5 separate regions of the Mus musculus genome follow, and all the other regions are linked to region 4. A link is a contact called in public HiCAR-type and promoter capture Hi-C data. All regions are on one chromosome and are shown on one strand. The core of a region is the stretch at or near the end of the contact, and the rest is flanking DNA. Distances in the headings are between cores, read along the strand shown. Region 1 holds the start of Abcc5 (ATP-binding cassette, sub-family C (CFTR/MRP), member 5). Region 2 holds the start of Ap2m1 (adaptor-related protein complex 2, mu 1 subunit). Region 3 holds the start of Cyp2ab1 (cytochrome P450, family 2, subfamily ab, polypeptide 1). Region 4 holds the start of Gp1bb (glycoprotein Ib, beta polypeptide). Region 5 holds the start of Dvl3 (dishevelled segment polarity protein 3).

Region 1 (4,683 bases), core at 257-2,756, 1.8 Mb after region 4:
GCCGGTAGAGTAGGGCTAAGGTGAATATGGATATGAAGCAATCAACTAAGAAAGGATTACTACACCAGGACCCTCTCCAGCCCAAAGAGCAATTCATACTTCCCATTTTCTAGACAACTCCCTTGCAGCTAATGTAAAGTCTTTTTATAAAACTAATGCTAACTTAGGCTCAGTGATAAAAGCATGTAGGCCAGAGGTTCTTTCCAGTCCCCAGCCCTGCCAAATCCAAAGGAAAGGGTGTGTGTATCAGGACTAGGAAAACCTGGCATATTTTGGTTTAAGCCAGCACTATAAAGGGAGAAAGAAGAATAAACAAAGTGGGGACTCTCACATTAGTACCCCGACTCAAAACTGACAGGGTTGGGGGCCACCTGGTTTTGCTCTAAAATTCTCTTTCCAGTGAAGAGGGGTGGATGTGACGATTCTGCAGGGGGGAGGGGCATTGTGTAGGCCTGGAGAACTGTAACTAACCAGGTTGGTGTTTCCAAGTTCTGTTATCGCAACATCTCTCAGGTTTTAGGCGCCTCAGGAAGCTCCTTCAGGCCCTGCAGCTACTGGAAGCTACTGGAAGCTACAAGGAAGCTGAACCACTTATCACGCCCCCCCCACCTCTCCCCCAGGGCCCACCTGTGCCTCCAAGCTCCCTCACCTGTCACTTACTCCAGAGACCCCAGTAAAACCCATCCATTTCTCCCTTCGGAACTCAAGACTTCCCCGGTCATTCCTGTGCCCACCTGCATCGAGACTCCCACATCTGTACGAAAACACCAAATCCAGGTGTTATAAACACAAAGCCACTAGCTCCTTTGCGTGTCAGCACCGAAAAGGACACTGGTGACAGAAGATCTAGGCTCCCATCTCTACCTCGGCTTCGCTGTGTGTGCTGATGCCACGTACCTCCACATACCAGTAGCAAAACAAACAAACAAAAAACAAAACAAAACATAGATAATGACTTACGTAGTAAGTGGCTGACAGCCTCCAGTCCCGGAGGGAGGTTGGGGCTTCTCTCTGGACAGCTCCGCCACCCGGCCCTAGGGCGTTCCCATGCCAGCCCCGGGCCTGCGAGCACAGGCTCCACGACCCACCCACAGCGAACGCAGCTCCCCCTGGTGGCCGCGCGGAGAGTGGAGCCGGCCGTGACCACCCATCAAACCTCCCCTCCTGCCTTCTAACATCTAGACCTCCGCACAGCCCGCGAGGTCGCCAACAAGCCGGGGACCGCGCGAGATCGGAACGAGACAGGCCCCGTTTCTCCCGTCCGAGGCTTCCCACCGCCCACCCCGCCTTGGAGAGCCCAAAGAAGTGAGCCCGTGACAGCCTCCGACACTGCATGAAAAAGGCGTGAACCGTCACCTACCTGCACCCCAGCCTCCCCACACGAGAGCAAACAGCCCGGGCACGCTCGCGAACATCGGACCCTGAGCAAAACAAGCCTTTATAGCGGCATAGTCCCCCACAACGCGCAAGCGCGATGCACAAAGCTTGCGCAAGACCGAAGGGAATCGTAGTCCCTCATCCGGCAGCCCCCAGCGCCGCACACCGCAAAAGACTACGTTTCCCAGAAGCACCGCTGGTGCCCGGGATGGGGTGCAGGCTGCTCACAGTACCCGCGCGCATCTCGTGCTGCCCCATCCTTCCCCGGTTTCTGATGCCCAGTCTGGAACCTTCTCTGCCTTAGTCACGGGGGCTGGGCAGGCGGGTCGGGGTAGCCGGTGGCGCTGTATTCTCTGACAGCCAGAGGTTCAAAGTCAGGAACTTCCAAATCTATGCGGCGGTTCCACGTGCCAGAAAACATCGTGAAGGTCATCATAGCCTGCTTCTGTCCAGCCCCAACTCTTAGCTGTGGTGTCACTTAATGGGTGCATGAGTCCTCCACGTTCTGCATGAATGGTACCTTTGGATCTTTTCTCTTACCCATCTATCTCAGCTTCTTGACTTCTAAGTAGTGAAATGCCAGAATCGCAATTTCCAAAGTGACAAGGGATGTCAAAATGATATACTAACTAATCAATCTATTTTTATAAATAAATGTAAAGCTCCCGAGGCATTAGTCGTTTTATTTTTTCTATTTTATCTATTTTAGTATCATAATATAAAGACTACTCTATTGCATGCCTCCCAACCTTTAAACTACCCGGGGCTTGTTTATGGTTACCCATTTAAGGGATTTAAAAAGAAAGTAAACTGGATTGTCCATCATACAACTACCTAGTTAGCTACTGTGAACACTAATGTCATAAAGCTGGACTTATTGACAGGATGTATATTTGACACACAGAAAGCTCAGGAAGATAGGCAGTGTTCAGAGCTGGGCTTTCAGGAAGTTGGATCATGAAGACTCTGAGTTAATGAACGGTTTAATATTGACTGATTGTTCCATGTCACTATTAGAAGCTAGTAGAATATGAGGACTTGGAGGCTTGTTAAAGGAAGTTGGTCCCTGGAAGTATACCTTTGAGAGATGTGTGTTACCCCTTCCTGTCATGATGTTCAGCCTTGTGCCGAGCACACACTAACAAAACCAGTTCACCATGGATAAAAACCTGAGCCAAAATAAGTATTTTCTCCTTTAAGTTCATGTTTTCTCCGGTATTTGTCATATTGTCATAATAACAAAAAGCTGATTATGTTTCACTATTTTAAAATTAAGATATATATTGTTGGGGTCAAGGAGTCGCCAGACAAACCACCAAACACTGATCTCAGGCAGACAGGGATAGTTTATGGAGCGTATGTCCTGGGACTGACTGATCAGGGTCAAAGACCAGACTCAGGAGCTGACTGCAACCTCGAGCCAGAATCTACAGAGCTTTTTAAGTCTGAAATCCACAAACATCTGTGTCAAGTTCTTCCACCAATCAGGATTTAGGGATAAGGACTTCCTCTGGAGCAGGTCTTTGTTGTACACGTATCCTGTTCCCATTGGTTGGGGGATCAACTTGCATTGCCTAACATCCATGCCTTAACTTGCCAACCAGGATATCAGTTACCCATGTCCATATCTTTTTCTGCCATGTAGGATGTCAAACCCCAAAGAGTTCTTAGGAATTTAAAACTATTAAACCCCTACTCAAAATGGAAGTCTTATTCCAAATAACTTCTTACATTGGTGCAGGAGAAGCTTATAAAAGCAAAAACCATAAAGGCTCATTCACCAGTGCGGGACGTGCTTGCTGTAGCTAACTATACAAAGCAGTTCTTACTGACCTTTGTTGTGATTGGTTTCCAAGAGCATCAAAGCACATAACATAATAGAGTATGAGCCGGGCGTGGTGGCGCACGCTTTAATCCCAGCACTTGGGAGGCAGAGACAGGCAGATTTCTGAGTTCTAGGCCAGCCTGGTCTACAGAGTGAGCTCCAGGACAGCCAGGGCTATACAGAGAAACCCTGTCTCGAAAGAAAAAAAAAAAAAAACATAACAGAGTATGCAATCAACTCGTGCATGAGAAAGTTTCCTTGTAACAGTAATAACAACATAAAGTGGCTGGACCGGCAGCAGCTACTCGGGCCTTGACATATGTGAGATGTCATTAATTGAAAAGATGAGCCACAAGTTATAACTGGTTTTTCTTTCTTTAATTGAGGTAGAATCTCTGGGATTTCAGAAGCTGAACTTGCCAAGTAGGCAAAGGTGACCAGCACCTTTGGTCCTCCTGTCTACCTCCATAGTGCTGGAATTACGGGTGATAAACAGTGCTGGTGACTAAGCCCAGCATGAGAGGCAAGCTCTCTGGCAACTGAATTACATCTCTGTAAGTGTTGGTCTGTTTGTTTGCTTGTTTGTTCGTATTTATTTATTCAGTTTTCATCCCCATCACTGTCTCCTTCCCAGTCACCTCCTCCCACAAACCTTCCCCATCCCTCCTCCCCTTCTGCTCTGAGCAGGTGGGGGTCCCCTATGGTGTCTCCCAATCCTGGTACATCAAGTCTCTGAAAGAATAGGTGTTTACTCTCCCACTGAGGCCAAACAAGGCAGCCCAGCTACAAGAACATATCCCACATATAGGCAACAGCTTTTGGGATAGCCCCCGCTCAGTTCTTCAGGGCCCACACAAAGACCAAGCTGCACATCTGCTACATATGTGCAGAGAGGCCTAGGTCCAGCCTATACATGTTCTTTGGGTGGTGGTTCGGTCTCTGAGAACCCCAAGGGTCCGGGTTAGTTAATTCTGGTGGTTTTTCCTATGGAGTTCCTATCCCATTAGGGGCTGCAGTCCTTTCTCCTATTCTACCCTAAGAGTCCCTAAGCTCCATCCACTGTTTGGCTGTGGGTGTCTATATCTGTCTGAGTCAGCTGCTGGGTGGAGACTCTCATAGGACAGCCATACTGGACTCCTGTCTGCAAGCATAACAGAGTATCATTAATAATGTCAGGGATTGGTGCTTGTCCATGGGATGGGTCTCAAGTTGGGCTGGTCAATGGTGGGCTGTTCCCTCAGTCTCTTCTCCATCTCTAATCCCTGTTTTTCTTGTAGGGTAAGTGTTGCTGGAAATATTAAAAATGAACAAGCTCACTCCGCTCTTGTGCCAGCATCTCTCTGCCCCGGCTGCCTGGCCATCCATGCACTGGCAGGCAATGACTGGCCTGATTTTATCTTGTGGAGACTCTCTGACTCAGAACTCCAAAATCTCTCCACCCAGCTCACTAAGTTCCCAGTGGTGGGTCGTTACCATGCCAG
Region 2 (4,580 bases), core at 286-2,785, 1.9 Mb after region 4:
AGTGCCTAGCACAGTGCCTGGCACACAATAGAGTAGGTGCTCAATAAATGGTAGCTATTATTATTATTATTATTATTATTATTATTATTATTATTATTAATTTACTCTAAACCAGCAAACTTTTAGGGTATATTGGGAAGAGAAAACCTTTGCAAAGATAGATATGAAGCCTTGAATGATAGTTCAGGAGTTAGAAGTTTTTGGGTTTTCGCTACTTAGAAGGAGATTGCTAGGAATAGTAGGGTTAGCAACCAGATTTAAGCACCCACCCACTTCCTTTCTGCCATAGAAGTCTCTGGCCTGTTTAGGCAGCAGGATGTCTCTGTCTCCTGAGAGAAAAACCAAATTTTCCTGATTTGGCAATAATCAGACAGCTGTTTGTGTCCAGGTTGGCTCTTCCTCATTCTCTCAGTTTGGATATCATAGGAAATCTTTTCTCTCCTTTTTTGTTTTTATGAGACAGGGTTTCTCTTTGTAGCCCTGGCTGTCCTGGAACTTGATCTGTAGACCAGGCTGACCTTGAACTCAGAGTGCTGCCTGCCTCTACCCCCCCCCCCCCCCCCGCCCCAGTGCTGAGATTAAAAGCATGTGCCACCACTGCACAGTTGAGAAATGGGATTTTTTTTTTTTTCGAGACAGGGTTTTTCTGTAGCCCTGGCTGTCCTGGAACTCACTTTGTAGACCAGGCTGGCCTCGAAGTCAGAAATTCTCCTGCCTCTGCCTCCCAAGTGCTGGGATTAAAGGAGAAATGGGATTTTAAAATCCCATGCCCAACTAAACTGGAGTAGAGGGCAAAAGGGGTCTCTTATGTAGCCTGGGCTGTCTTGAAACTCTCTATTTAGACCAGGATGGCCTCAAACTCACAGAGATGCTCTTGCCTCTGCCTCCAGAACTCTGGAATTAACGGCATACGTCACCATCACACCACAGTCACAGATTTAGCTGAGGAAAACATTAACGTTTAGCTGTCTTCCTTCCCAGCTTTTCTGTTTGGATAATTATCCCTGAGAAAGGGATCAGTCCAATCCTAGAATATATATAAAATACATACAAATAAATTTTATATATATATATAAAAACACACACACACACGTTTGGGAGAATCAAACGTGGTGTTTAAAAAAAAAAAAAAACAGTAAATTCAGCAGTAACAAGCTTATGCCAAGTTGTGTTTGTAAAGTAGCCAGTCTTCGAAATCTGGAGACAATAAAAGACTATAGTAATTCAAAATTTACAATTGGTTTCGACAAATAGCTTTGGTCTCTTAAAGCTACCCCACTTAACTAGGAACAGGAAGGGTCGCAGAGACTACACTTCCCGTGATTCTCAGTGAAGCAAACAATGGTTGGAGTGTATCACGACACGTGTTGCTTGCAAGGCGCACTAAAGCTGACGTCTTCTCTGTCTTGAAGGCTGTCGGTAGTTGTAGTTTTGTTGAGCCTAGGGCGCTCAGATGTGTCAGCTTGAAAGCTGCGGGGACTGACGGGACTTGTAGTCGCCGCTGGAGGCGAGCGCGCAGGCGCAGCTGCGATCGGGGCGGGGTGGGGCGGGAGCACTGCAGTGAAAGCCGAGGCAGCAGACAGGCGAGCTGGGGGCGGGCGGACATCTTGGGATCCGAGAGTGGCCAGGCCGGCCTTGTGGGGGCTGCTGACTCCAGGTGAGCTGGGAGGCTTGACTTAGAGGTCCTTATCAGGCGACGAGGGTGCTGTGGTAGCCTGCCTTGCCCTGCACGGTGCTGGGTGGAAAACTGCCCGCACCGGGGAGTGGCCTCAGCCTTCAGACCCGGGAGGGAGTAGACAACCGGGCGGGGGTGCCTTGGGCGCGATTGCAGCAAGGGCGGGGAGCAACGCCTTCCAGTGACCCGCCAGGCGTCTCCGGGAAGAGACTAGGGCTGGAATCCTAGAGCGGGAGACGCCGCGCGGCGCCCCATCCCTAGAATCCTGACAACCGCTCAACCCCGGGGTTTCCTATTTCCCCATCCCCCAGGACATTGACATCCCCTGGTGCCACTCCCTTGGACAGTGACAGGTCTCTCTCGAACACTGAGAGATTCCATCCTCCTGGTTTACCCCCACGGCTCTTGTACCTCAGACCTGTGACAGCCCCCGCATCCCGTGGTGACATCTCCCGGGCCTAGATGTCTTCTCCTCCCTCAGCTGAGAAAAACTCCACCAGCCCCCTATGCTTCACTAACAGAAGAGTAGGCCCTGTCTCTCAGCTTTCTCTTTTTCTTGTCTATCTCTTTTCGCTGTTTTTCGCTCCTCCCAAGCTCCTATGACCTTTGCCATAGGAGACCTTTAGGGACTCCCACAGCTGTATTTGGTGCTTTGGGGTCATCCTGGTCTTTTGCTAGCAATTCCAGCTAACCCTTTCCTTAACTAAATATTGCATTTTCGTCCAGGACACACACACACCGCCCCCCCCCCCGAGGTCACACACACCATCCCCCACCCGAGGTTGATACCTGTGGACTTGGTCCTTTGCTCAGCGCTCAACCTCCATTTTGCATTTTCTTTCTCACCTTCTTTGGACTTGTCACTGGGCTTCAAGGGTTAACTTTTCAGTTTCAAAAAGTCTGTTAAACTAACCTCAGTGAAATTAATATCTGGACTAATCCAGAAATCTAGAACCAGATTAACCCCGTTACTCAAATATTCTACCTTAATTTTGACCAAAATAATTTGGGCAGTCGAGGCATTCTGTTATCCCTGCCCATTGCTTGGTAAACACCAGGCCAGAAGTGACTGACTTGGCAGATTTGGAGACACAATTTAGATGGCAGGATTAATGCTACTACATACAGACCTAATTTTTGTCACACTTAGAAATTTTGAAAAGACAGTAACCAGAAATAACTGTAAAAGGGGCTCAGCATTGAAGAGTTCTTACTGCTTTTCCAGAAAACCTGAGTTCAGGTCCCGGCACATGTCATTTGGCTCAGTACCACCCTAACTCAGGCTTGAGGGGTGGAGGGCAGTGTTCAGTCTAACACCTAGCTTCCACACATACAGCACACTGGCATGTACCTGTGTGTCGGTAAAAATGAAATCTTTTAAAGAACTTATTAAGCGGGCCTCTGTTCCTTTGTCTGCTTATCTCTCTGCCTGGGAAAGATGTGCCTGCTTCAGCCACCTTCCTGGCTCTGTGTTAGAGCCTAAGGGCCTCTTCCCTCCCAGCCCCACCTCACCCTGCACACCCTTTCCTGGAATGTGTAGACTTCTAGAGGGTCATGCTCCGTTGCCTTCTTGGAAGGGTAATGCTTGCTCTAAAGGTTATGCCTGGTGGCAGGCCCAGGCTCAAGCCAACTAGAGTAATCCCTCCCGCCACGCCATTCCTGCATCTGCAGGCAGGCCTTCTCTGTGACTCACTGGAAGCAGCAGGAGTGAGAGTGCACAGTAGGGGGCTGAGCTCGGCCTTGTGGTTACTTTCCTCAGCCCTCAGAAAAGGCTGGATAAAAATGGCCTAAATCCCCGGGCCTCACACTCTTAAAGTGCTGTCCCCTATCCAGTGTGGAAAAACAGGAACTGGAGCCTCGGGAGGGCTGCGGAGGACTTGGGAGTCACTTGCTAGAGGACTGAGTCAGGAAACAAGGCGGGCCTGTACAGCCCCATTGGCGTGGACGGGTTCTAAAGATTTCCCCTTTCCCTAATCCCCCCTCCCCTTTCCTACCTAGGTCTGTTCTCAGAGCAATGGGTCACAGAGACTGAGCTGCCACCATGATCGGAGGCTTATTCATCTATAATCACAAGGGGGAGGTGCTTATCTCCCGGGTCTACAGAGATGACATCGGGTAAGTCCCTTGACTGAGCATGCTGTGTTTCAACCTCCCTGTTGCCTCAGCCTGAGCATGCAATATAGCCTGGTTCCCATTGGGCACTGGCCTAGCTGCTAGGCTCCAGGCCTCGGAATGACACCTCCACCCCCTAGGGTTAGGAATCCCTGCCCTTCCTGCTCCCTGTGTCTTTGGGGTAGGTCTGGTGGCTGAAGACCAGGTGCTTTTGCCTGGTCTTCCTTTTAGAAGGGAGCACTCTCTCCAGTGGGTGTAGTTAGTGTGTGTGTGTGGAGATACTAATCCATCTAAATCTTGCTTTCAAATCCTTCTCATATTGAGAGCCTTCCCTAGATCCCCTTAAAACCTCTCTGTAGTCTGCTGACTCAGCTGTTTTCAGTTCTCCTGGGCCCTCCCTGGTTGTGAACCGGCTTACTGTGCTCTGCGGGTCATGCTGCCTTTGTAGCTCATCTGGGTGGAGCTGGACAGCTCCTAAGACCTCCTAAAGTCTCACTTCTCACTCTGCCTCACACTCTGGCTGCTTGCTAAGAGATCCTCCACTGTCTAGCCTGAGGCTAGGCTCTTCTGTTTCTTCCTGCCTTGGTTTTCTTTCTCAAAAGAGCTTGAGATAAATAGTCTCAGAATAGACCTATGGTAGCTCTCCTACCTTCTTGCCTCCCTGGCTAATGGGCTAGCTTGGTGTGGCTGTATCCATTTTTTGGTGGTAAAGCTAACCTAGACTTAGTTTGTGGCAGTGCCTAGCCTAAGTGAACCTGGCTGGTTCCACTCCTTCCTGCTACTCCCAGCCTGG
Region 3 (4,492 bases), core at 279-2,778, 1.7 Mb after region 4:
AGGAGGAGGAGGAGGAGGAGGAGGAGGAGGAAAAACCACTTCATTAACCAACAAAATCCAACTGGGCATACTGACTGGTCAGTAGCTACTTTCTTATTTTCTCACTTTTTTTTTCCAGTTTATCTGACGGTTCAGGACACTGAGACTGTAACAGTAATGGAAAAGGAAAGGAGGGGCCTTCCTTTTCAGGGCGGGGTGAGGGAAGGAGTGCAAGTGACTGAATCTGGAGAGGGGTGCTGTGGGTTAGCTCAGTGATGCAACTGGCACGCACGAGTTAGTAACACATACACACACCACCCACACCCTTCCTTCTGAAACAAGGGACAGGAGAGTTGGAGGTGAGCTAGGGCGGCTAGCCATGAAGATGAGGGCAGTGGCACTATAAACCAAAGACTGCTGTTGAGGTGCCTGGTATGTGAGACATGCCTAGTGGGGTCCCTTGGCAGCTAGTGAGGAACAGTGCTAAGAGAAGCCAGTCACATCTAAGGGCCCTTGTCCAGTTCCCGGAGAGAAAAGGGAGAGAAAAAGGACATATTTAGTAGCCAGGAGAGTACTTTCTTTTGTGGCATGAAGCAAAAGAAGCAATGTAGGAGGGGAACTGAGAGATGAGAGAACAAATCAGAAGAAAGTTGGTGTAAACTGTAGCAGCAAGGGCAGCAGGGAGATTGGTGTAGATGTCCCCTCTGCTGTTGCGTCCCTCTCTGGAAAATGAACACAGTGCATAGAGGCAGTGGTTTTGGTTTGACAGTGCTGCCCAGCAGCTCTTCTGTAACAGCAGAGAAGAGCTACACCTGCACCGCGTAACACGAAGCGGGGGCGAGGAGACAGAGAGAGACAGAGAGAAAGAGACAGAGAGGTGACAGTTTTGATTTCCCTCCCTTGAGACAGGCTCTATGTAGCTCACTCTGGCATGGAGCTTGCGATGCTCTTGCCTCAGACTCCCAAGTGCTGGTTCTAGAGGGAGGCACCCCTGCAACTTACTGAAACATTGAATTTTTAAATTTTAAGCCATAGAGGCAAGTCCTCAAATTTTCAAAACTGTAATATATATATAATTTTTATACTTTTAATTTTTATTAAAAAACATGTTTTTTCATACAGTGTATTCTGATCATGGAGTCCCCCTTCTTCAGCTCCTCCCAGATCCTCCCCATCTCCACAGCCACCCAACTCCACATCCTTTCTTCCTCAACAAATAAAAAACAACAGCAAACCTAGAACAGGACAAAATAGGCAAATGGGGGAAAATAGCCAAAGAAAAATAACAAGAAACACATACAGACACACACACACACACACAAATCCCATAAAAACACAAAATCAGAAAACATAATATAAGATCTCTAAGGTTAAAAAGTAAGAAAGGAAGAGAAAGAGGGAGGAAGAGGGAGGGAGGGAGAGGGAGGGAGGGAAGAAGAAAGGAAGGTAGGTAGCTCCAGACAAAGCATTTCGTACCTTTGTTCTCTAGTACTATCCAGACAAAAACTCTCCAAAAATACCACTGACTTTGTTTTGTTTTGGTCATCTACTGCTGGGCATGGTGCCTGCCTTTAGGTGTGGTTTGTATAACCCTTGATATACTGTTCGAGAAAATTCATTATTCCTTTGTAAACAAGTGACAATTGGCCTCTGGGTTTATGCTCACTTCCCTTTTCAGGACTGGAACTCTGCCTGGGTTTCAGGACACGCCCTGTGCATGCTGCTAGGCTCTGTAAGTCCATCTGTCCTATTATATCTAGAAGACATCGTTTCTTTGGTGTCCTTTATCCTTATTGGCTCTTACAATCGTTCTGCCACCTCTTCCATAGAGTTCTCTGAGCACTGAGGTGAAAATTGTCCTTTCAATTTCTGTAAAGGATTGTGTTGGACTTTTGATGGGAATTGCACTGAATTGCTGTTGGTAGGATGCCATTTTTTTTCTGATCTGATCCATGAGCATGGGAGATCTTTCCATTTTCTGGTATCTTCTTCAATGTCTTAAAAATTTTATAATGCAAGTCATTTGCTTGTGTTGGGGTGACCTTCCCTAATGTTGTTCTTGTTTGACTAGAGTTACCCCAACACACACACACACACACACACACACACACACACACACACACACACACACACACAATGAGGTTATTGTGGAAGGTGGTATTTCCCTGATTTGTCATTTGTATATAGGAAAACTACTGATTTTTGGTGTTAATTTTGTATCCTGCTACTTTGCTGAAAGTGGTTATGAGCAGTCAAAGTTTATTGGTATAGATTTTAGTGTCATTTATGTATAAACATAAAAGATACATTGGCTTCTTCCCTTCCTGTCTGTATCCCTTTGATCTCCTTCAGTTGTCTTACTGCTCTAGCTAAGACTTCAAGCATTATATTGACCGGGGATGGAGAGAGTGGCCATCCTTGTGTTGTTCCTGGTTTTAGTGTAATTGCTTTGAGTTTCTCTTTGCTGGGGTTAATATTGCCTGTGGGCTTGCTGTAAAGTGCCTTTATCATGTTGAGGTGTATCCCTTGTAGCCCCAGTCTCTCCAGGCCTTCTCTTCATCTAATGAGATGCACCTGTGGTTCATGTCTTTCAGTCTGTTTATGTGGTGGATTACATTTTACAGTTTATGTAGAACCATTCTCTAGAATGAAGCCTATTTGATCATGGTGGATTTTTTTTTTGCATGTGTTCTTATATTCAGTTTGCAAGTATTTTATTGAGAAGATTTGCATCTATGTTCACAAAGGAATTTGGCCTGTATTTTTTTTTTTCTTTGTTGGGTCTTTGTGCAGTATCAGGATAACTGTGGTCTCATAAAATGAATTAGCCAAAGCTCCTGCTTCTATTTTGTAGAATACTTTGAAGACTGTTGCCCTTAATTATTCTTTGAATGTCTGGTAGAATTCTGTGCTAAGTCTATCTGCACCTGGGTGGTTTTTGGTGGAGGGACTTTTAAGTACTGCTTCTGTTTCACTAGGAGTTATCAGTCTGTTCAAATTGCTTATGTAATAGTGATTTAATATTGGTATAACATTGGTAGGTGGTATACATCAAAAATTTTATCCATTTCTTTCAGGTTTTCCAATTTGATGGAATACATATTTTTAAAGTATGCCTTTATGGTTATATGGATTCCTTCATTGTCTGTTATGTCCCTGTTTTTATTTCTAATTGTATTAATTTGGATCTTCTCTCTCCATCGTTTAGTAAATTTGGGTAAAGGTGTATCAATCTTACTTTCTCAAGGGACCAATTCTTCCTTTCATTGATTCTTTGTATTATTTTTGTTTTTTCTTCAGCCAAGCTTGATTACTTCCTTTGGGTGTGATTTGTGTTCTAAAGCCTTCAGGTGTCCTATTGAGTTGCTGATATAATCTCTCTCTCTCTCTCTCAGCACTTAGTGCTTACATTGAGTCCCATAGGTTTGGTTATGTTGTGTTTTTTGTTTTGTTTTGTTCTGTTTTTTGAGACAGAGTTTCTCTGTATAGCCCTGGCTGTCCTGGAACTCACTCTGTAGACCAGGCTGGCCTCAAACTCAGAAATCCACCTGCCTCTGCCTCCTGAGTGCTGGGATTAAAGGTGTGTGCCACCAGTGCCCGGCGGTTATGTTGTATTTTAATTTTCATCCAATTCTTTTGTTTGTTTGTTTTTTCGAGGCAGGGTTTCTCTGTGTAGCCCTGGCTGTCCTGGAACTCACTCTGTAGACCAGGCTGGCCTCGAACTCAGAAATCCACCTGCCTCTAACTCCAGAGTGCTGGGATTAAAGGCGTGTGCCACCACGCCTGGTAATCCAATTCTTAAACTTTTAAAATTTCTTAATTTCTGTCTTGACCAATTTTTCACTCAGTAGTACACTGTTCAGTTTCCATGAGTGTGTTTGCTTTCTGTTGTTGATATTCAGCTTTAATTGTGGTATTCAGATAAAATGCATGATGTTATTTGAATTTTCTTGTATCCATTGAGACTTGCTTTGTGCCTGAATATGTGGTCAATTTTGGAGAAAGTTCCATAAACTGCTGAGAAGGTATATTCTTTAGTTTGGGTGAAATGTTCTGCAAATATCTACTAGGACCATTTCATTATGTCGTCATTTAACTACAGCATTTCTCTGCTTAGTTTTCTCTGAATACCTGCCTATTGTAGAGAGTGGAGTTTTGAAATTGCCCACTATCACTATGTGATGGTTAATAGCTGTAGTTGTAGTGTTTCTTTTATTAACTTGAGTGCTCTTGTGTTTCTTGAATAGGTGGTAAAAATTGCAATATTCTAGTGGTCATCTTTTCCTTTGAGGAGTTAAGTAGTGTCCTTCCCTATCTCTTATTTTTGGCTTGAAGCCTATTTGGTCAGATATTAAGGTAGCCACACCCACTTGCTTCTTAGGTCCATTTACTTGGAATATGTTTTTCCCTGAGGTGATGATGTCTATACTTAGTGGGAAGAAATGTTTCTTGGATGCAGTAGAAGAATGGATCCTGTTTTCTTTTTCTTTTCCTTTTTCTTTCTTTCCTTCCT
Region 4 (4,585 bases), core at 1,117-3,616:
AGAGTTCATCGCCCATGGAGTCCCCACTGGGCCACAGGCTACAGTCACCTGGTTTTGAGTCATCCCAACTCCCATCTGTCTCTGGGCGCTCTAACAGCTGTCCACACAGCAGGGTCACCTCAACTCCTAAGTTGTCCTTGAGAGGTTCTCATGACCCTGGTTGTCCACACAAGCCAACCCTTTGAGGACCAAGCTGCCTGCCTGTGCTGTTTCAAGCTTCCTCAGTGCCAGAGGGATCTCTCTATTCACAGCATTCTCACTAAGAATGAACTCGGAGACAGCTGGGTACAGGGAGTTTTATCCATCGACTCCTGCTTGCCCTAGGCCAGTTTGGCAGCGTGTGAAGAAGTGATTATGTCCCTTTTAACAACATTCCCTCAGGCCCTTTCTAGAATTTGGCAAAGTCGGGTGGTACAGAAACCGCCAAATGAGGAGAACGGTTTATTCAGTGAGGAGTCTGGCAGGAGACTGGGCTGTTCCATCACTCTAGGCTCTGAAGACTCAAGGTTGCTTCACTCTGGTAGTACTGGAATCAGTTTGGCACCATGTTGATTCAGGCTTGCAGAGCTCGGGTCTGGGAGGTTGGGCAAGGGTAGAGGCCAAGGCGGATCCAGGTGAAGGTGAGGGTCCTCCTGCAGGGACCTGTAAAGTTTGCAGGTCCTTGTTGCTCAGTGCCTGTCCTTTCTTAGGATGCACCACCTCTGGCCGACTCGGCCACCAGCGGGGCTGTGAGAGAGAACTCTTGGATGGAGCGTGCGCGCGCACGCGCGCGCAGCCTCCGCAGGCGACCTAGTAGAAGTGCCAATAGCAGCGCGTGTAGCAGCCCGAGGACCAGCAGTGCTAGCTGGGCCACCAGTGCTCCCCAGCAGAGTAGACCGGGTGCGCACGCGGCCCGCAGCTCATCCTCCGCCACGTAGGGCAGCAAGCGGCCGCGCAGCGCTGGGGGCGCGACACAGCGCAGGTCGCGGTAGGGCGCGCGCTCCGGGCGGCCGGCCAGCCAGGCGCGCAGCGGCAATAGGCGGCAGTCGCAGCGCCAGGGGTTGGCGCCCAGGTGTGCTGCGCGCAGAGCAGGCAACGCGTCCAGAAGCCCGGGCGGCAGCGCCGTCAGGTTGTTGCCGGTCAGCACCAATTCGGTGGTGTCGGGAGGGAAGGCAGCCGGCAGCGACGCCCAGGTCAGCCCGCGGCGCCCACAGTCCACGAGCGTCCCTGCGCAGCTGCATGGCGCGGGGCAGCCAGAGGCTGGGCGGCTGAGCAGCGCTAGCAACAGAAGCAGCAGGCTCAGCGCCCCACGGGGCCCTGAAAGAGAAGCACTAGGATGAGGCGGGAGCATCCTTGGGACCGTCGGCGCTGCTCCCGCCAGCTCCTAGGACCAGCATCCCACGAGTCCGCAGGTCCCTCCACCCCGGCCACTCTGGGCGCTGGCTCGAGTTTCCATCCACCTCTGATCCAAGACTTTGCCTATTGATGCCCAAACTAGAACACCTCCTGACCGTGGCTCTTCCTAGAAAGCTGCAGACCCGACCCCAGAACTCACGGGAGCCCATGGCGAGAGGATGGTGGCCTACTTCGTTCTGGAGAGGCGTTGGCCCGAGAGCCTGCCTGAGTCTACAGCAACAGACCACAATTCTGCCGCCTGGCCAGAAATAACTCCGAGCCGGCGCGCAAGGGCGTTGCGAAGGCAGATAGGGTACTATCGCCTGGGGCCGCAGGCAGCCCGGGCTTCCGTCCCCCCGCCCGCTCCCAGGGGCTCATGGAACACTCGGACACTCGGTGCGACGTTCACCAACTTTGTTCTCCTGTCACCAGGACAGGACGCGGCATTCACAACTGAACAAAACGGAGCATGGGGTGTGTGGGGAGGAATCATGCGGGTGGAGATATGGAGGAGGCCAAGGGCTGGAATCCTTGTGCAACAGAGTTGCTGGGAAGAAAAGACCTTGACCTATGGGTGGACGAAAGTAGTCTAGGCATAGGGACACCCCGTCTCTACCGCCCTTGGAGTCCTTCAGGTAGACTCAGGAAGGGGCGCGAGCGGTCTAGAGCATCGCGGCCCCGCCTTCCTCCCAGAAGCCTCTAGATCTGGGGTCTTCCTAAAGGCCTTAGCCTCCAAACCCCGCCGCCTCCGATCCTGAACAGAGCATGATTAGGGAGTAAGGGAGGAACCGGCCTACTTCCGCGCTCAGTAGGCCATTAGCAAATGCTTCGTAGCCCACTGGAATCGGCAGAGGGGGGCCTCCCAACTCCACTCTGCAGCACTAGCTTGGGTAATAGGCCCAAGATCCTGCATCCACGTCCCTCCTCTACCCTGGTTTATTGGCCCGCTGGGGGGCAGTGATCTTCTAGGAAGGGAGATCTTGGAGGTTGTGCACATCTTGTTCCCTTATGATAGGCGGGGAGGTGCGGGGTGGGGCGGGGGCAGGAGGTTGGGGAGGGGCTGTGATTCAGAGCACTCGGAAGCAGATACAAATGACCGGGAAGGGTGGACGCCGAGAATAAATTAGGGTCATCTGGGGGCTGTGGCTCTGTGGCTCCAGGTCTGAACAGTCTGGTCAAAGCCACTTTGGATTAGGGTGAGGTCCAGGCCTTCTGAGATCCAGATGAACCCAGGGTGGAATCCAGGACAGTCTGGGATCCAGGGGTAGGAGGGGCCAGCCCGGAAACCGGCCGTCTATCCTTGTCGACGACGTGGGGCTGGGGCGGGTGTCACTGGTCTTGCATTTGCTGCTTCATCTTCTGCAACATCTCCTGCATGCGCCTTAGCTGGTGGTGGGGGCGACCCAAGTCAGAGTGAGAAAAGGCAGGAGAGCTGTAGCTCTGCCCTCTGCTTCTCCTCCCTACCCTGTTCACAATCTCGGCCCTACTCCTGATATCCACCCACCTCTTCATCCTTCATCCTGATGAGCTTCTCGGTCTCCGCATCCGGTGTGGGTAGTGGGAGGATAGGAATGGGGCTCTCCATGCGGCTGTCCTGGGTGAGTTTGCTGTGGAATGAGAGGGCTGTGCTTGTTGGGAGGTTCGGGTTAGGAGGGTGGGAGCCGCCTGGCCTGCTACTGGTGCGGGTGGCCCACCTGGTCATCTGCTGGATGCAGTGGGCACGGTAGTTCTCATAGTGCACGTCGCACGTCACATCTTTGAGGTCGTGCATGTGAGTGCGGATGAGCATGTTGCGGAGCTTCACAAAGTCGCAGTGCGCCTGATTCTCCACTGTGGGCAGGATCGACGATGAGTCGGTGTCAGTCTAGGGGAGCCACCCACCCCTCACCCAGCCTCCTGCCTCATCTCACCTTCGACGATCCCCCAGGGGTACAGTCGCCCCCGGACCCGCTGCCCCTTGGCCTCCACCACAGTGTTGCTGCCAATAACGGCGAAGGGTGCACTTTCCTGGGGAAGGGGAGCAAGGACCCAGCCCAGCCTAGTCTGTAAGAGCAGCTGGCTCAGAGGCCATTCCAGCACTGCCATCATCCCCCTCCCATGGCATGGTCCCTCTGTGGGTGTCTTTGCTACCCACAAAAGCCACAAAGCCTGTGGGGCTAAAGGCCTTGGGGTTTCTGCCACAACGCCAGGCACTTCTCTGGCACTGGATGCTTCCAGGAGCTTCCTCCACGGTTCAAGTCAAAGCCAAGACCATGCTTACTGGTAGATGGCGCTGCCATCTGCTTCTGGCCCAAAGGCCCTAGTTCCTGGCTTAGCTCTCTGTCACAACCTCTCTGGCCTCTGGGGTATTCAAAGCCACCACCCTCTGGAGCTCTCTATCTCGGATACTAGAACTTGCCACATCTCTGGGCCACTGGGCTGATTCTTGGAAAGCAGGTGAGAATGGTACCCATAAGTGCTCAAGTAAACACCCAGGGGAGGGTCACATGACCCGCCACAGACCAGACAGGGGTACCAGGGATTTCCTTATCCTGTAACCCTTGAGACTGAGCACAGACCCTCTTTTCGGTGAGCAAATGACCCCTGCTCTCATCATGTTGCACCTCCTGGGTGCTCAGCCCCCACCCCCGGGGTTTGCGTGGCCTCCAATACTCTGCCCCAGCTACCTCCTTGCCCCGCCCCTCCTGGTTACATGCTCACCTTCAGTTCCCGGTCCTGTTGCTTGAAGTCTTCATCTTCATCCGAATCACATTCTGGAAACTGGTACACGTGGATCCCAAACTTGTCGATCTCCTCACGTATCTGCAGCAGGCGAGAGAGAGAGAGAGAGAGAGAGAGAGAGAGAGAGAGAGAGAGAGAGAGAGCACTTGACTTGGCATGGGCCAGCTCCCCTGGAGTTTTTGGCCAGGCCCCTTGGCTAGCTACAGAAGACTCACTCTGTCCTTCAGCTTCCGGATCTCACTGGGCACCAGGCAGTCAGCTTTGGCGATGAGTGGGACGATGTTCACCTTCTCATGCAGTGCCTTCATGAAGCCTACATCCACTGGCCTCAGTCTGGAGAGAGAGAGAGAGAGAGAGAGAGAGAGTAGGGTGGGCATTGCTGGGGGGAGGGGGCAGTGATGCAGTGACAGGAACATCCACCCTGAGCCCAGGCACCAGGACGGCCACACACCCGTGTCCGAACGGGGAGATGAAGTACAGGCAGCAGTGT
Region 5 (4,343 bases), core at 863-3,362, 1.9 Mb after region 4:
CCAGAGCAAACAAAGCTGGTTTACCTAATAGATTGGACTGGTGAACAAGATGTGTCCTGAAAAACTGCATTGTGTGCAAACAATTATTGGTTTAAAAAATAAATAAATAAAGCCAGGCAGTGGTGGCGCACACCTTTAATCCCAGCACTTGGGAAGCAGAGGCAGGCGGATTTCTGAGTTCCAGGCCAACCTGGTCTACAGAGTGAGTTCTAAGACAGCCAGGGCTACACAGAGAAACACTGTCTTGAAAAACCAAAAATAAAATACAAACAAACCAAGAGAAAAAAAAAAAAAAAGCAAAAGAAACAAGTAATATACCAAGCTTAGCAGTACTTTTACTGTCAGTGTTAAGTACTCTCGACTTAACAATCATGGCTTCAATATTTTAAGAAAGTAAAAGTGGGAAGTTAATGGGCAATGTCTAGAATGTGTAAATCAAGAAATAAGCCAGGCATCACATGCCTGTAACCCCAGCCACTCCAGGAGTGTACAGGCAGGAGAGTAGAAAATTCAGGGTCATCCTGGACTCTGTTTTTAATATTAGGGCGGGAGAAACAGCTCAACAGTTAAGAGGGCTTGCTGTTCCTACAGAGTTTAGTGTCTGGCATCTCAGCAGGTGGATCACAGCTTCCCGAAACTTTTTTTTTTAAGATATATATTGTCACTGTCTTCAGACATCACTGTCTTCAGACATACCAGAAGAGGGCATTAGATCCCATTACAGATGGTTGTTAGCCACCATGTGGTTGCTGGGAATTGAACTCAGGACCTCTGGAAGAGGTCTTAACCACTTAGTTCTCTCTCCAGCTCCTGTGACTCTAATTCCAAGAGACTGACACCCTCTCCTGGTCATCTCAGATACCTATAATCTGTGCAGGGGGTAAAAACAAACCTTGAAAAGTTTTAATGCATTTTATTTATGCACAGACATTATTTGGAGAAAAAGATTAAATGAAGGATATAAACTGAAAACATGTAACTGCTACTGAATGCTTTCTGCTTATAATAAAAAAATTGGTTATGATGTAATGAGAAAAAGTCTAGAGAGGTATATAGATGTCAGATTATTAAGGGCCTTGTGTGTCATGTTGAGGGTATATGAAAGTCATATTGGGTAATGTGAAGAGGTTTCTGGGCAGAAGAGGTGACTGAAATGCAGGCATGTAATCAGAGAGAGAACTCAGAAGCTTGAGGCAGGAGAATTGTCAGGAGTTTCAAAGCCACACCTGACATACATTGTTACAGCTGAGAAGCTGAACCACCAACTGACTATAGGTAGTTTTGACATCTACTGTCCCAATCATACAGGGTTTCTCTGTTTAGCCCTGGCTGTTCTGGAACTTGCTCTGTAGACTGGCTGGCCTCCAACTCAGAGATTTGCCTACCTATCCAGTGTTTGGACTAAAGTAATGTTCCACCACACCTGGCTGCTTGCATTCTTTCTTAACTCAAATTTTTTCTTTTCTCTTTCTTTTGTCCTTTTTTTCCTCTTCTTTTCCTTTCTTTCTTTCTTTCTTTTTCTTCTCTGTATTTCTCCCTCTCTCTAAGAGAGGAGTTCCCTCCATAGTCCTGCTGTCCTGAAGCTCTCTGTAGGCCAGGCTGGCTTAAACTCACTGAAAGACACCTGCCTCTCTCTCCTGAGTGCTGGAATTAAAGGTAAGCGCTACCACACCCACTCAGTCCATTTCTCAAACTACTTGTTCATAGAGACGCTGAGATTATAGGGATAAAAACTTGAACTTGCTCAGCCCTCAAGGAACTCAGTACGGTCCGGTGGCAGCAACTGTGCTGTCAGCAGAATCCAAAAATCCGAGTTGAAGCCACCCGGCATCCAGGGATCCAGTTAGGTCTTCAAATCCATTCTCTTCTGCAGTCGGTGACACTTCTCTTCCATCCCTCCCCTCCTGCCCGGGACCCTGCACACGGTTCCGCCAGTCCCACCGGGCTGAGACTTCCAGGTCCAGCTGCCTGAACCCGGAGCACAGGGGACCCAGCGCCGCCCTGTGGGTGGGCGGGCAGTCGGCCGCAAGCAGCCAGCGCGGCTCGGAGGCGGGGCGGGGCCGCACTGGGCTCGGCCCAGAGCCGGGAGGGCCCAGGCCACCGGAAGAGTCGCGATCGCCAGCGGAGCGCCGGGAGTGGGGAGCGGAAGCGGTGGCGGGCGGCGCTGGGACCCGGGAGCGGCCGGAGAACAAGGGAGCTGGCGGCCCGGCCGGCGGCTGAGTGGGGCTGAGCAGCGGGCCGCGCCGAGCGCCGAGCTCTGCCGGAGAGGCCCGGCCCCGCTGCCCAAGCAGGCCGCGCGCCGCGGGGCCGAGGCCGGAGCCATGGGCGAGACCAAGATCATCTACCACCTGGACGGCCAGGAGACGCCGTACCTGGTGAAGCTGCCCCTGCCCGCCGAGCGCGTCACCTTGGCGGACTTTAAGGGCGTTCTGCAGCGGCCCAGCTATAAGTTCTTCTTCAAGTCTATGGACGACGATTTTGGGTGAGGATGGCCCCCGCCCCGCCTCCCGGGAGCCCGGGTCGCTCCGCTGCTAGGGGCCAACACAGCCAGTTCCGACTCCCCTGACTGCACTGGTTTCTAGCCCCGCTTCCAGCAAGGGAGCGACTCGGTGACTTGGGACACACTTGACTTTGAGGGACTCCCAGTCACCTCTTGGAGGCCTTGCCCCCCTGGTCCAGCGAGACGTCCCTCCCTAAGCAATCGGTTCCTACCATTCAAGCCCCCTCACCTCCCCACGGTCCAGCGGCCCCCCCCAGAGACATACATCCTTTCCACTCCAGTCCAAAGCCAGAATTCTCAGTCCTTCCAGGTGCCACCATTTAAGCATAAAGTTGGAGTATATTGACACCCGGCCTGCCTTCCCGGTCTTCTGAGCTCTGCAACTCAGAGCCTTATTTGGAGTGTGCTGTATCTAGGGCTGTAGCTGGTGGGACTTTGAACTGGAGAAGGAGGCGTTGGGGGCTGTTCTACCAGGCTGGATGATGGACCTGATGTTTGTCAAGCAGATTCCCCTCTCCCCTGGGCCGATGGGGTGTTGCCTGACTCAGAGGAGTTCTCACTAGCCAGGTGCTGGGGCCTTTTCTTTCCTGATGGTAGTCCCAGCAGAGATGTTGCATAGGGCTTCAGAGCCTGGATGGGAAGACTAGGAAGGGCCTATTGATGTTCTCTCTTGTCTTCCCCTCCCTACCCTGCTGCAGGGCTTTTGATGGGCAGTTTGGAAGCTGGGACTGCCCCTTTAAGAGAGGTTGGAATGTTGGAGCCTGAGGGTTTTGTAGCAGCTGGCCTGAGAGGGGGGTGGAGGGGGAAGACACACACACACACACACACACACACACACACACACACCCCTCTCCAAGGGGCTGAGGCTTGCCTACATTAACTGGACGGTCGGCCTAGAGGCTATGGAGAACACACACACACACAAACACCCTACCCCTCCCTGGGCCCTTCAAGGCCTGAAGGTCCCTCTGATGCACTTGCCTGAGGCCTGCACTGTGCTTGCAGCTGAGGCCCCAGAGCTGGGTGAGGGGAGATATCCCACCACCACCCCCAACCCCCCGCCCCCTGTGTACATTAGTCTGGCTTCTCTCCCAAGGCCTGCCCTCCCAGCCCCAGGAGGCAAGCACCTTCTGTCTCCTGCCGGACTTATTTGTCATTTTCTACCCCTGGAACTCAGCATTCGATGAATTCTTAGAAGTGTTTGTGTGTGTGTGTGTTGGAGAGTGGAGAATAGATCTATTACTGATTCTGTTCTTGCCCTGGGATGAGACTCTTGTGTGATAATGATTGTCTGGCTTTAGTCTAGAATAGGCAAACCTGGTTGAAAGACCCTGAAAATGATATATCTGGAAGAACTAAGGATAGGAGGTAGGTGTCTCAACCTGGCATGAGAGGAATAAGAGTAGGGTCTTTCTTATTATCCGAAGGAACTGGGATAATATTTCAGGGTATGCTAGGCCAGATGTCTTGAGGGGTTAGAATCGTCTTGTATCTCTACCCGGACTTGCCTCTGGGGACCACTGTGAGCTGCTTCCTGCTTTCCTAAGGTTGTCGTGGGAGCAGGTCTAACTATAGTTATAAGAGGGCCCCCATTGCATCTGCTCACTGCTCAGGAATATCTTTCTTTAAATCAACTATTGAACTAAGTAACATTTATCATATGCCACTTTAAGCCATTTTGTATCTACCCGTGGTCCTTGAAGCACCCTTTGCAAAATATCGGTTGGCTGTTCTACCAGAATTGAGACCAATGCTAAGAATCAAGTGGGTGTTCTTATTTGGCTTATTCCCCCCAATCTACGAGAATAAGTGAGCAAAAGACCCAGCAAGGCCATCCTTTTCA

The links. Promoter capture Hi-C pulls out the DNA fragments that hold promoters and counts their contacts. HiCAR-type assays count read pairs that join an accessible place to other places.
Region 1: a promoter capture Hi-C map of hippocampal neurons shows a contact between it and region 4, with 3 times the contacts expected there. The contact joins the promoter of Abcc5 here to the promoter of Gp1bb in region 4. A contact is called at or near these places in 8 of 39 promoter capture datasets (cranial neural crest, embryonic stem cells, frontonasal cranial neural crest and 4 more), 1 of 115 datasets of contacts at active chromatin or transcription factors (astrocytes) and 1 of 9 other capture datasets (liver).
Region 2: a HiCAR-type map of astrocytes shows a contact between it and region 4, with 2.2 times the contacts expected there. The contact joins the promoter of Ap2m1 here to the promoter of Gp1bb in region 4. A contact is called at or near these places in 2 of 39 promoter capture datasets (hippocampal neurons and neutrophils) and 2 of 115 datasets of contacts at active chromatin or transcription factors (astrocytes and pro-B cells).
Region 3: a promoter capture Hi-C map of pre-B cells shows a contact between it and region 4, with 7 times the contacts expected there. The contact joins the promoter of Cyp2ab1 here to the promoter of Gp1bb in region 4. A contact is called at or near these places in 3 of 39 promoter capture datasets (cranial neural crest, hippocampal neurons and pre-B cells).
Region 5: a promoter capture Hi-C map of hippocampal neurons shows a contact between it and region 4, with 6 times the contacts expected there. The contact joins the promoter of Dvl3 here to the promoter of Gp1bb in region 4. A contact is called at or near these places in 2 of 39 promoter capture datasets (hippocampal neurons and pre-B cells) and 1 of 115 datasets of contacts at active chromatin or transcription factors (astrocytes).

The regions. Positions count from the first base shown.
Region 1 is chr16:20,424,888-20,429,570 of GRCm38.p6, forward strand. Abcc5 (ATP-binding cassette, sub-family C (CFTR/MRP), member 5) reads right to left here and starts at 1,507. Exons shown (of 30, transcript NM_013790.2): 1 at 1,361-1,507.
Region 2 is chr16:20,533,945-20,538,524 of GRCm38.p6, forward strand. It overlaps Ap2m1 (adaptor-related protein complex 2, mu 1 subunit), which reads left to right and starts at 1,536. Exons shown (of 12, transcript NM_009679.3): 1 at 1,536-1,657; 2 at 3,674-3,790. The coding sequence starts at 3,717. Dvl3 (dishevelled segment polarity protein 3) reads left to right here. Exons shown (of 15, transcript NM_007889.3): 15 at 1-69.
Region 3 is chr16:20,323,876-20,328,367 of GRCm38.p6, forward strand. Cyp2ab1 (cytochrome P450, family 2, subfamily ab, polypeptide 1) reads right to left here and starts at 1,529. Exons shown (of 9, transcript NM_183158.3): 1 at 1,456-1,529.
Region 4 is chr16:18,620,037-18,624,621 of GRCm38.p6, forward strand. Gp1bb (glycoprotein Ib, beta polypeptide) reads right to left here and starts at 2,367. Exons shown (of 2, transcript NM_010327.2): 1 at 1,535-2,367; 2 at 283-1,296. The coding sequence starts at 1,544. The coding sequence ends at 686. Septin5 (septin 5) reads right to left here. Exons shown (of 12, transcript NM_213614.2): 6 at 4,547-4,585; 7 at 4,311-4,428; 8 at 4,075-4,176; 9 at 3,285-3,381; 10 at 3,069-3,204; 11 at 2,879-2,981; 12 at 1,775-2,760. The coding sequence ends at 2,704.
Region 5 is chr16:20,514,874-20,519,216 of GRCm38.p6, forward strand. It overlaps Dvl3 (dishevelled segment polarity protein 3), which reads left to right and starts at 2,113. Exons shown (of 15, transcript NM_007889.3): 1 at 2,113-2,482. The coding sequence starts at 2,322. It overlaps Gm16618 (predicted gene, 16618), which reads right to left and starts at 2,907. Exons shown (of 3, transcript NR_167658.1): 1 at 2,766-2,907.